Regions from separate parts of the Danio rerio genome. Here regions 1 and 3 are each linked to region 2. A link is a contact called in public HiCAR-type and Micro-C data. All regions are on one chromosome and are shown on one strand. Each heading gives the region's core, a stretch centred on a gene start, on an enhancer-like site or on the middle of the called end of the contact. The rest is flanking DNA. Distances are from core to core; before and after follow the strand shown.

Region 1 (3,245 bases), core at 90-2,589, 130 kb before region 2:
AGTTTTTTTTTGATACACCTAACATTTGTGGTATTTAGTATTTTATTTTAAAATACATTTCAATGTATTTTTGCCCAACCCTGGTTACTACGAAAAAAATGTGTGTGTATTGTCACAGTATTTTCAATGGTGTAGGACAGATAACAACAAATATTTATAGTTCAAAATAAATCGCCTTATCAAGTCCTCCAGTATTTGGTGCTGTGATGAACAACCACTGTCAATACAACAACAATCTCCATATTCTTAAAAAGCACTTTGAAAGTTTAAATGATAAATAATTATTCACAATATTTTAAGTGCTCTTGATATTGATATTGTACACATTCATTATCATGATATTTTGAATTATTGAATATCAACATGTCTAATCAAATGTAAAAACATTTAGCACAATTTTCTTTAAATTAGTGTTTTAAAACAATTCACACAAAGTATAAAATAATAACAAGAGATCAGTAGTTACAAATATAGTAATAAAATACAATACATATGACATATGAAAAAAAGAAATAAATACAAAGGGGTATTAAAAACAAATCCATATATCCATTTACAAAATAAATGTCATATGTAAGAGTCCTTAAAAAGGGTACAACTTTAGCTCAAATTTGGAGTTGGCTTATTTTCTCTTTTTTTCTGGATGTTTGACTGGCTCTTTCCCTGCCCCACATCTGTTACATGATATTCATTTTTATTTTATCTCACCACAATATAACACTTAAAATTCATTTATTAAAATAGTTTTTATTAATATTCAAGTATAATTTAAATATTTCACATCCAATTCGATATATATATATATATATATATATATATATATATATATATATATATATATATATATATATATATATATATATATATATATATATTGATCGTCGGTTATTTTAATGCATATGCACATACAAATACAGTCTTAGCTATACAGTAAAAAATAATAGGACATATTAATTAATAAATTAATATACTCAGGCTAGGGGCTAAATATGCACCATAGAATAGAAAAGAAAAACATTTTATTTTTAATATTAAAATGCAAAAATGTTACCTTTTTTACACAAGTTACTTTATTTAAAAATAAGACTGCATTCAATGTCTATAAAGAACTAAAGCATTTTAATCTACAAATTGTTTCAATACAGCTGTTATCGATATTCTCCAGGGTCATCAGAGAAAACCATTTCCTCTTTCTGCTGTCTATATCAGGCATAGCGTTTCACAGTGGTATCAAATCTCTTGCTGAGATTCTTCAGTCACGGTGTCAGTGTGTCTGTCTGTGATCATGCCAGCCGTGTTAAAATTAGTCCTGCTGTGGCCATTCAAGTGCTTCTTTAGAGCTTTGTGACATCTGAGTTGAGGGTTGCGTCACTGTTTTTCCCCCTCATTAAGCTTTGGTTAACCACCGATGGATCAAGGCCCTGTTCTCATTCTCTCCGCTTCTGTCCCAGGCCAGCACAAATTACACATGCCTGGAGGAGAAGACATCCCACATTCACACGTCTCACAGGGCGCTGACATTGCCTATCTGTTACAGCACCGCTGAAATGGGAGAAGAGAATTAAAGCGCTCTTCACCCCCAAACCTCCACATTACTGTGTGAAACACTGGAACGCCACAACCACAGGGCATCTGGGGCGTATTTATAGCATCAGCGAGTTATATACTCTGCTGACAGAAATGTTGAAGATATGTTCCAGTCTCGATTATGTGAGATGACTTTGTTTTCATCCTGTCAGGTTCGAGCTCGTTCTGCAGTAATAGTTTTACAGCAGGGTTTTTGTATCTGACTCCTCTCCCCCACATCTCTCTCATTACATAAACCACATAATGAGGCAATCATCTGTCAAATCCTCAGAGATCTTGTAAGGAACTGTCAAGAGCGAGGGATGATTTTTTTTTTGGCCGTTTTGGGAAATAAAATGCCTGCCAAATGCCTTAAATCATGCTTTTAGTGAATTTCTTTTAGCGTTGAAACCATTTAAATGCTATGCCTAAACTATATATAAATAATATATATAGTTAATATATATATATATATAAATAATAAATATATATATATTGGTGGGCATAGATATTTTTTTTAAATGTAGATTAATCTTGGAAGCCAAAGACATTCAGAATATGTGTGCTACCCAAATAATAAGTCTTTGAGAAAGGGTTTCTCAAGCCAGGTGGCGCATTAGACCAGGGGCTCATCTCCTGTTTCCAAATGTATCACAAACTGCTTGAGTAACGGTTCTACTATGATAATTGGTGATAAAAAAAAATAGTTCAATAAGATGTACTTGTGTTTACTAACTGTTTATTTAGTTAAGCATGAATTTTGAACTGTAGGCCTACATAGGCTTAAAACAGATTTTTTGATTACATTAATCTGACTAAAGTCATAACTGAATGAAACAGAAATGGAATTAAAACCTGTGGAGTATGCAGATATTAGTGGCATTTAGGGGTGTCAAAATTAATTTTTTCTTTGGTGCACCTCTATGCAGAAGCGGACAATTCGGTATCGGTTCAGTAATAATCATAACCGGTTATTATGTACTGACGTCATTTATCTCCTATGCGCTCTGTCGCGAGGGAGGATAGCGCGAGTATTTACAACACTCAGCCAACGCAGGGCCGGCCCATGGCATAGGCACCATACTACGAGCACTGCTCCGTTTAAGCCCTCGCAATATGTGTTTAGCCGGGATAGCTCGCGCTGAGAGGAGCTCTCAGCAAGGGACCGTCGGAAAAGTGCTTCTTTTTTTCGTTTTTCTGCTCCGCTCTTAGCGAGCTCTCCCTGTTGCGAGGGCTTAAGTTTGTGTGTGCGTGTGTGTGTGTTTGTTTCTTTGGTGCTGTCTATGTTTGTGTTTGAATGAGAGACAGTGTGGTGCTGTGTGTCTGTGTGTTTATACAGACTTGTTATAGCCTCCCCTCTAAAATATAACACTGTATATGGAAAGCATCGTCAATGCACCGTGATGCACCGAAATATCGAATTGAACCGAATCGAAGGCATGATAATCGTATCCGAACCGAACCGTGAGACCAGTATAGATTCACACCTCTAGTGGCATTTTTGAATTAAACACCGCAATCAAACTTTTACCGTCATTTAGGACTTTCCGCCAGATTTTCCGACCAGATCCATACACACGCGCACACACATTGCAAAATGCGGAAGTTGTTTTTTTTTTTTTCATTTGGCGTGCGTTATTAAATTCCATAACACTTTCACCAGTCTTTACTTGTTATTT
Region 2 (2,999 bases), core at 154-2,653:
CGGGCACTAGCTTGAGAAATCTGAAAAATAATGTTTTTGTGAACACCGATTGAGCCAGTGTTATTATCTAAATAGATGTGCGACTGACGAGGGGAAATGATGACTTCCTATTTATGCTAACTTTATTTTTAAAGGGCGGCAGATGTACACAAAACAATATAAATAACACGAAAAACGTTCAACTTTAATTTGATGTATAATAACTCGGGACATTGTTGTCCTCCTTAAAGCATAAAGCTATAATGCTAACCTACTTTATGTAAACATTTAACATAACCGACTTAAATAACACACAATCGTGATTCCAATAAACAGTACATTGTTTTTCTTCCCAGAACGACGTCCGTGTCTACACTGAGACTGCATCAGATCTCTAAACAAAGGCATTCACTGTGACATCGGTCCACTTTGCTCAAAAATACCTAGAAATGTTCAACGGCAGCATTACGAGCTACCTGTTCTGATCTAAAATGGCGAGTATGATGTCATGCATCAGGATGCAGTCCCCACGTGGGGACAAGGCTCCACTATTGGTCCGTAGAGCAAAACTCTCCGTTTTCTCATGTGATTGGCTGGCGGGAGGTGCTCTCGCAGTGGCTCAGCCCTCGTGTCAGTAGACTGTCTGTGTGTGGCACAGGGTTGCATTGCTGGACGAAGGGGAAATGCGCGAGCGGCGAAGAAGTAAAACATTTCACTTTTAAACGTCCCAAACCGCTCCAAAATCGGAAGTACATTTTTTGCCTGAGTTTTTTGAGGATTACACGAACATTTTTTCGAAGCGTGGAGTTTGGCGTTTCTTTATTCCTTTGCCTCGGAGAAGCTGAGTCTCACCGAGTCGCTTCGCGTGATAGAGAGCGAGCGCACCAGAGATGTTCGCCACCGTTCGCGTCCGCCAGGAACCGTATTTTACTCTGAGATATTGAAGCGGAGATTGACATTTCTGAAGTTACGGGAACAGTGGAAGTGACTCGGACGCACAAAGACAGGTACGGAGGACTAGCAGGTTAGCTAACGACAATAGCTTGTTATCCAACCAAGCGAGACTTGAAACGCTTCTCACACTCAAACAGTGACTGAGCTCATCACTTATCACTTTGGCGACTCATTTACGAGCTTCTTATTTGGTTCATTCAAGTAAGGTGAAGTGCTAAAAGACAGTTGCCAAACAAAGAAAAACGCCTGATTTCCGCTTAATTTCCTTGTGTATTAGTAACAAATGTTTGGCTTCGAGTTGTTTTCTCCCCTCACACAGTCAATTGTTTTGAAAGTGCAGGTGAAAGTGCGTTATTAACGCTCCTTTCAACGCAAAGTTAACATTTCCAAGCGTCTTTTTAACCTCTGTTTGATTGTAACGGTCTCCCCTTCGTCTGTTTGTTTATTTTTCATTGTTTGGGTTCCAGCAGCAGAGATCAGAGAGGATTTTTGCCCCCAGCGTCCAGTGGGCTTCGTGTCCGGCTGATTTTTTACAGTACAGTGGCTTGCCGGTGGACACCCCCTACCAAATAGAGCTCCAATAAATAAAGGATACATTTCAAGATGTATCCACAGGGCCGGCATCCGGTAAGTGCATCTTGAACTGATATGGAACATAATTGCTACATCTGCATCAGTTTAGCTAGAGAGCAGGGGCAGAGCCGCCCGTCCATGACGAACGACATCCTGATGTGCACCTTCATTTGATTTGCTAAGCCCTGGTGCCTGTGATATTGCTTTGAAGTGAAAGAGCTGGAGGTTCCAGGCACAATCAGATGGGGTAAAAACCCCTGACGGTTACTTGTCAATAAAGTAGTTGACGTTGAAATTGTCTTTTGTTCGATAGTCTGTGTTTTCATGTCTTTCCATGAGCACCTGGTTTAGAGAGACTGAAAACAACAGCATTTTTACAGTTGCAGTTTGGCACGCTCAGACCCATCCAAGCGAGGCGACCCCATTTCTCCCGCCGGTGTTTATGTGAGGCACTAAAACGGCGGACCCAGAACTGTAAAGATCCTCTCCCCCCCCCGCCTCTTTTGTCAGGACGCTACTGGTGCTCCAGCTATCTCCCAGATGTCACTGTAGCGTGGATGTCACCCCAGCCCTCATTCAGGCTGAAATATTAGAGCTGCTCTCCCAGGGCCCAGAATGCATTAGAGCCTCGCTCTGCAGTCGGTGGAAAACAAATTTGGTTCTCTGAGGATGTAATTGAGTTTGATTGATGTGATGGCTGTCTTTCAGGCGCCCCACCAGCCTGGTCAGCCAGGCTTCAAATTCACAGTGGCGGAGTCCTGTGACAGGATCAAAGACGAATTTCAGTTCCTGCAAGCCCAATATCACAGGTAATAATTTAGAGTTATGTGGCCGTAAAGTAGCTTGTACAATTACTGCTTACCCTAATTGTGTTTCACAAGCAAAAGGGAGGAACAATCTATTTGATTCACACAAAATGTTTTCTGTAAGTAAAAAAATATATATATGGTAAAGCTGCAACATCATACAGCGTATCGGCACCTTATTGGTGCAAAGCTAATGTTGTAAACACAATTTTAGGCATAATTAGAGTTTATTTGTCTGTTTTCAAATGTATAAACAGTGTTTTCTTAGATAAAGATCTTATTCTTTTCATCTAGCAATGTTTTTTCTATAGTATATTTCAGAGGACATCATGTCTGAATTCACTTTAATATTTTTAAATATCACAGAACATTTGGTGATTTGAAATTGACATATCTTTTCATTTATTGTTTGTTCTCATTAAGATTTTGTGAAAATGTAATTATTTCATGTAAAAAAAAGTGCTTTATTGATGTAGTGTTGAATAAATGAGGTAGGGGTGTGTGATGTATATTGGTACCATATTAGTCCATAATGTGAATTTTTATAGATTTAATAGTTTTCAGACATTACTTTAGCTAAAGGTATAGTTCTTGATTACAATAAATAAGAAGGTTTTATTTAATTTAAGAAGGCATTTGGTATATTGATTATTATCATGTACACATTTGCTTCAACATATACAAGCA
Region 3 (2,843 bases), core at 114-2,613, 180 kb after region 2:
CTTGGCAAATAATTAATAATACAAACTTGGCTTGTATTTGTTTTACATTTTTAGTTTAACATTTCAGTATACATTTTAGAATTCTATGTGCTCTCTGTCTGTTTACATGTTGTTTATTTCAGTTTTTAGCCATTTTTTTCTGATTTATTTCAATGTGCTCTCTCTCTCCCTCTGTAAACGGAAAAAAAGTTGTATGAATTATGTGTCAAAGTGCTAAATATAAAAAAAAGAGGTATTTTTTCATTGTTTTTTACATTGTGAAAGGCTTAAAGATTTATTTCTGATGTTTAGTTTTGTTTGCGGATATTAAGTTTATTTCATTTTTAATTTCAAATTTGCAAAAAAAAAGAGAGAAAAAAAAAGTTAATTATTAATTTTGTTGTTGGAAAAGCCAAACATACATAACATTAAAAGAAATAATAGAGGAAGAATTTTGTTGAGATGTGGAGCAAATTTTTAAGAGTTAAATCAAAGTGAGAATCAAAAAATAAAAATTATAAGAATGTCAAGAATATTGAAGAGTTTGAAAATATGTGGATTTATAAAGATAGGTTGTGCTCTGTTAAAGATGGAGGACTAATATTTACAAAGTGGCTTGAGTAAAATGAACCTTTGTAATATTGATATTTTGGTATGAAATAATTTTTAAAAATCAAACAAAAAGAGAGAGAGAAATTAAATTGAAGTTTAATACACCTTTATTTAATACAAAATGTTAAACTGTTTTTTGTTGATTTAAACTAAAACAATTTTCCAAATCACACAATGTTTTCATCAAAAAACATGACGTTATTTTCAACCCAAGACAACATTTTTTTACACTCCACATGCCTTCAAAATCTTTCATTGACAAATAAAAATTTTATCCACGCCTTATTATTGCTTTTATAAGCCCTTTAAAAATCAGTTCAACTTTATAACTAGTCCCACAAAATCTTGTACCTCCTAATGTATAGCACAATTTCTGCTTGTCCTAATATAAAATTTAACAGCTCTTTTCCTTTTTCTTTTTTTTCCATCTTCAAGACCAAATACAAACGAAAAGAGAGAGAGAAATCCCCCAATATCATATTTTAAGTCATATTTTTCTATCAGTATTCTCTTTTTCTTATTCGTTTTGTTTTGTAACCCCTAAGCATGCTAACTACAATAATTTCAGGTTGTAATGCTAAAATAAAGTCTATCACTTCTGTTGCCACATCTAGCATTATAATTTTCCCTGCTGAATTCAGCATAGCTCTCATACTAGCTCTCTAATAGCATACTACACTTACTATTTCTGCCATATGGTAATATGCTGTTCTGAATTCAGCCTCCCATTCATTCTTACACAAGTGGTCCATCTCCTCCCCCTGAAAGTGCTGAAATGAGCTGCAGGAGACGCGGTGCTGCCATCTCATGGACAAACACTGCTCCGGTCCACTTCATGCCTTGTTTGAATGGCTTCAGGTTATATTTCCACTCAGCCATGTACGCTAAATGAAGCATATATAATGCAAATGAGAGCCCAAGCGAGAGCAGAGCAGCCGTCTGTAGTGTTGCTGGATCAGGCAACAGAAGAAGACCTCAGCGTCTTTTGGTGGGAGAAATCTGACAATCAGGAAATAAAACATTCATTCATTCATTCATTTTCTTTTCAGCTTAGTCCCTTTATTAATCAGGGGTCGCCACAGCGGAATTAACCGCCAACTTATCCAGCTTGTTTTTGCAGCGGATGCAATTTCAGCTGCAACCCATCTCAGGGAGACACCAGCTCATTCACACAAATACACTACTGAAAATTTAGCCTACCCAATTCACCTGTGCTGCATGTCTTTTGACTTTTGGGGAAAACCGGAGCACCCTAGGGAAACCCACACCAACACGGGGAGAACATGCAAACTCCACACAGAAATGTCAACTTATCCAGCACCGAGGCTCGAGCCAGTGACCTTCTTGCTGTGAGAGCTGCCCACTGAGCCACCACATTGCCTAACTAAAATATGTTTTACTTATTATATTTAAAAATGATTTTTAATATACAAAAATAATGTGTTTATATATTGTATTTAGGATGTTGTTTAATAGTTTTAGGACAACTTTTATAAAACGTTTCGATCCATAGGTTCCGATATATTAAAAGTCTTTTTTGGATATCTAATGTCATTCATTCATTTTCCTTAGCCTTTGTCCCTTATTTATCAGGGGTTGCCACAGCGGAAGGAACCGCCAACTATTCCAGCATATGGTTTACGCAGCAAATGCCCTTCCTGCTGTGACCCAGTACTGGGAAACACCCACACACGCACTCACAGGCCAATTTATTTTATTCAATTCACTTAAAGCCCATGTCTTTGGACTGTGGGGGAAACCATAGCACCCAGAGGAAACCCACTCTAACACGGGGAGAGAATGCAAACTCCACACAGAAATGCCAACATCAGGGCTAACCACTGAGCCTTGGTGCCACCCATATCTAAAATGTAAACAACAAAAAAGAAACCTACTTTAAATATACTCTAAAAAGCTCCTCTGGACACATTAGGAAAGATCTTGATTACCACTAAAACAAACAAAAATCGGGGGAGGCAGTGGCGCAGTAGGTAGTGCTGTCGACTCACAGCAAAAAGGTCGCTGGGTTGCTGGTTTGAACCTCGGTTCAGTTGGTGTTTCTGTGTGGAGTTTGCATGTTCTCCCTGCCTTCGCGTGGGTTTCCTCCGGGTGCTCCAGTTTCCCCCACAGTCCAAAGACATGTGGTACAGGTGAATTGGGTAGGCTAAATTGTCCATATTGTATGAGTGTGTGTGTGAATGTGTGTGTGGATGTTTCCCAGAGATGGGTTGCGGCTGGAAGGGCATCCGCTG

Evidence for each region. Hi-C and Micro-C count contacts between places; a contact is called where the count stands out from the background. HiCAR-type assays count read pairs that join an accessible place to other places.
Region 1: a contact with region 2 is called in a HiCAR-type map of caudal fin, with 4 times the contacts expected there. The contact joins the enhancer-like site here to the promoter of tle3a in region 2. A contact is called at or near these places in 4 of 18 Hi-C or Micro-C datasets (caudal fin, embryo, hematopoietic stem cells and 1 more) and 2 of 4 datasets of contacts at active chromatin or transcription factors (caudal fin and gastrula embryo).
Region 3: a contact with region 2 is called in a Micro-C map of caudal fin, with 4 times the contacts expected there. The contact joins the enhancer-like site here to the promoter of tle3a in region 2. A contact is called at or near these places in 3 of 18 Hi-C or Micro-C datasets (caudal fin, hematopoietic stem cells and skeletal muscle) and 2 of 4 datasets of contacts at active chromatin or transcription factors (caudal fin and embryo).

The regions. Positions count from the first base shown.
Region 1 is chr18:21,484,577-21,487,821 of GRCz12tu, forward strand. No RefSeq gene overlaps it. Among named protein-coding and RNA genes, the nearest start is that of uacaa, 51 kb to the left of the region's middle. Within about 2 kb of position 1,340, at least 21 of the 62 cell types and tissues checked have an H3K27ac peak or open chromatin away from gene starts, as enhancers often do. A contact at or near this core is called in caudal fin, where this site is marked.
Region 2 is chr18:21,613,852-21,616,850 of GRCz12tu, forward strand. It overlaps tle3a (TLE family member 3, transcriptional corepressor a), which reads left to right and starts at 1,404. Exons shown (of 20, transcript NM_131012.2): 1 at 1,404-1,560; 2 at 2,215-2,315. The coding sequence starts at 1,537.
Region 3 is chr18:21,793,813-21,796,655 of GRCz12tu, forward strand. No RefSeq gene overlaps it. Among named protein-coding and RNA genes, the nearest start is that of kif23, 52 kb to the right of the region's middle. Within about 2 kb of position 1,364, at least 4 of the 62 cell types and tissues checked have an H3K27ac peak or open chromatin away from gene starts, as enhancers often do.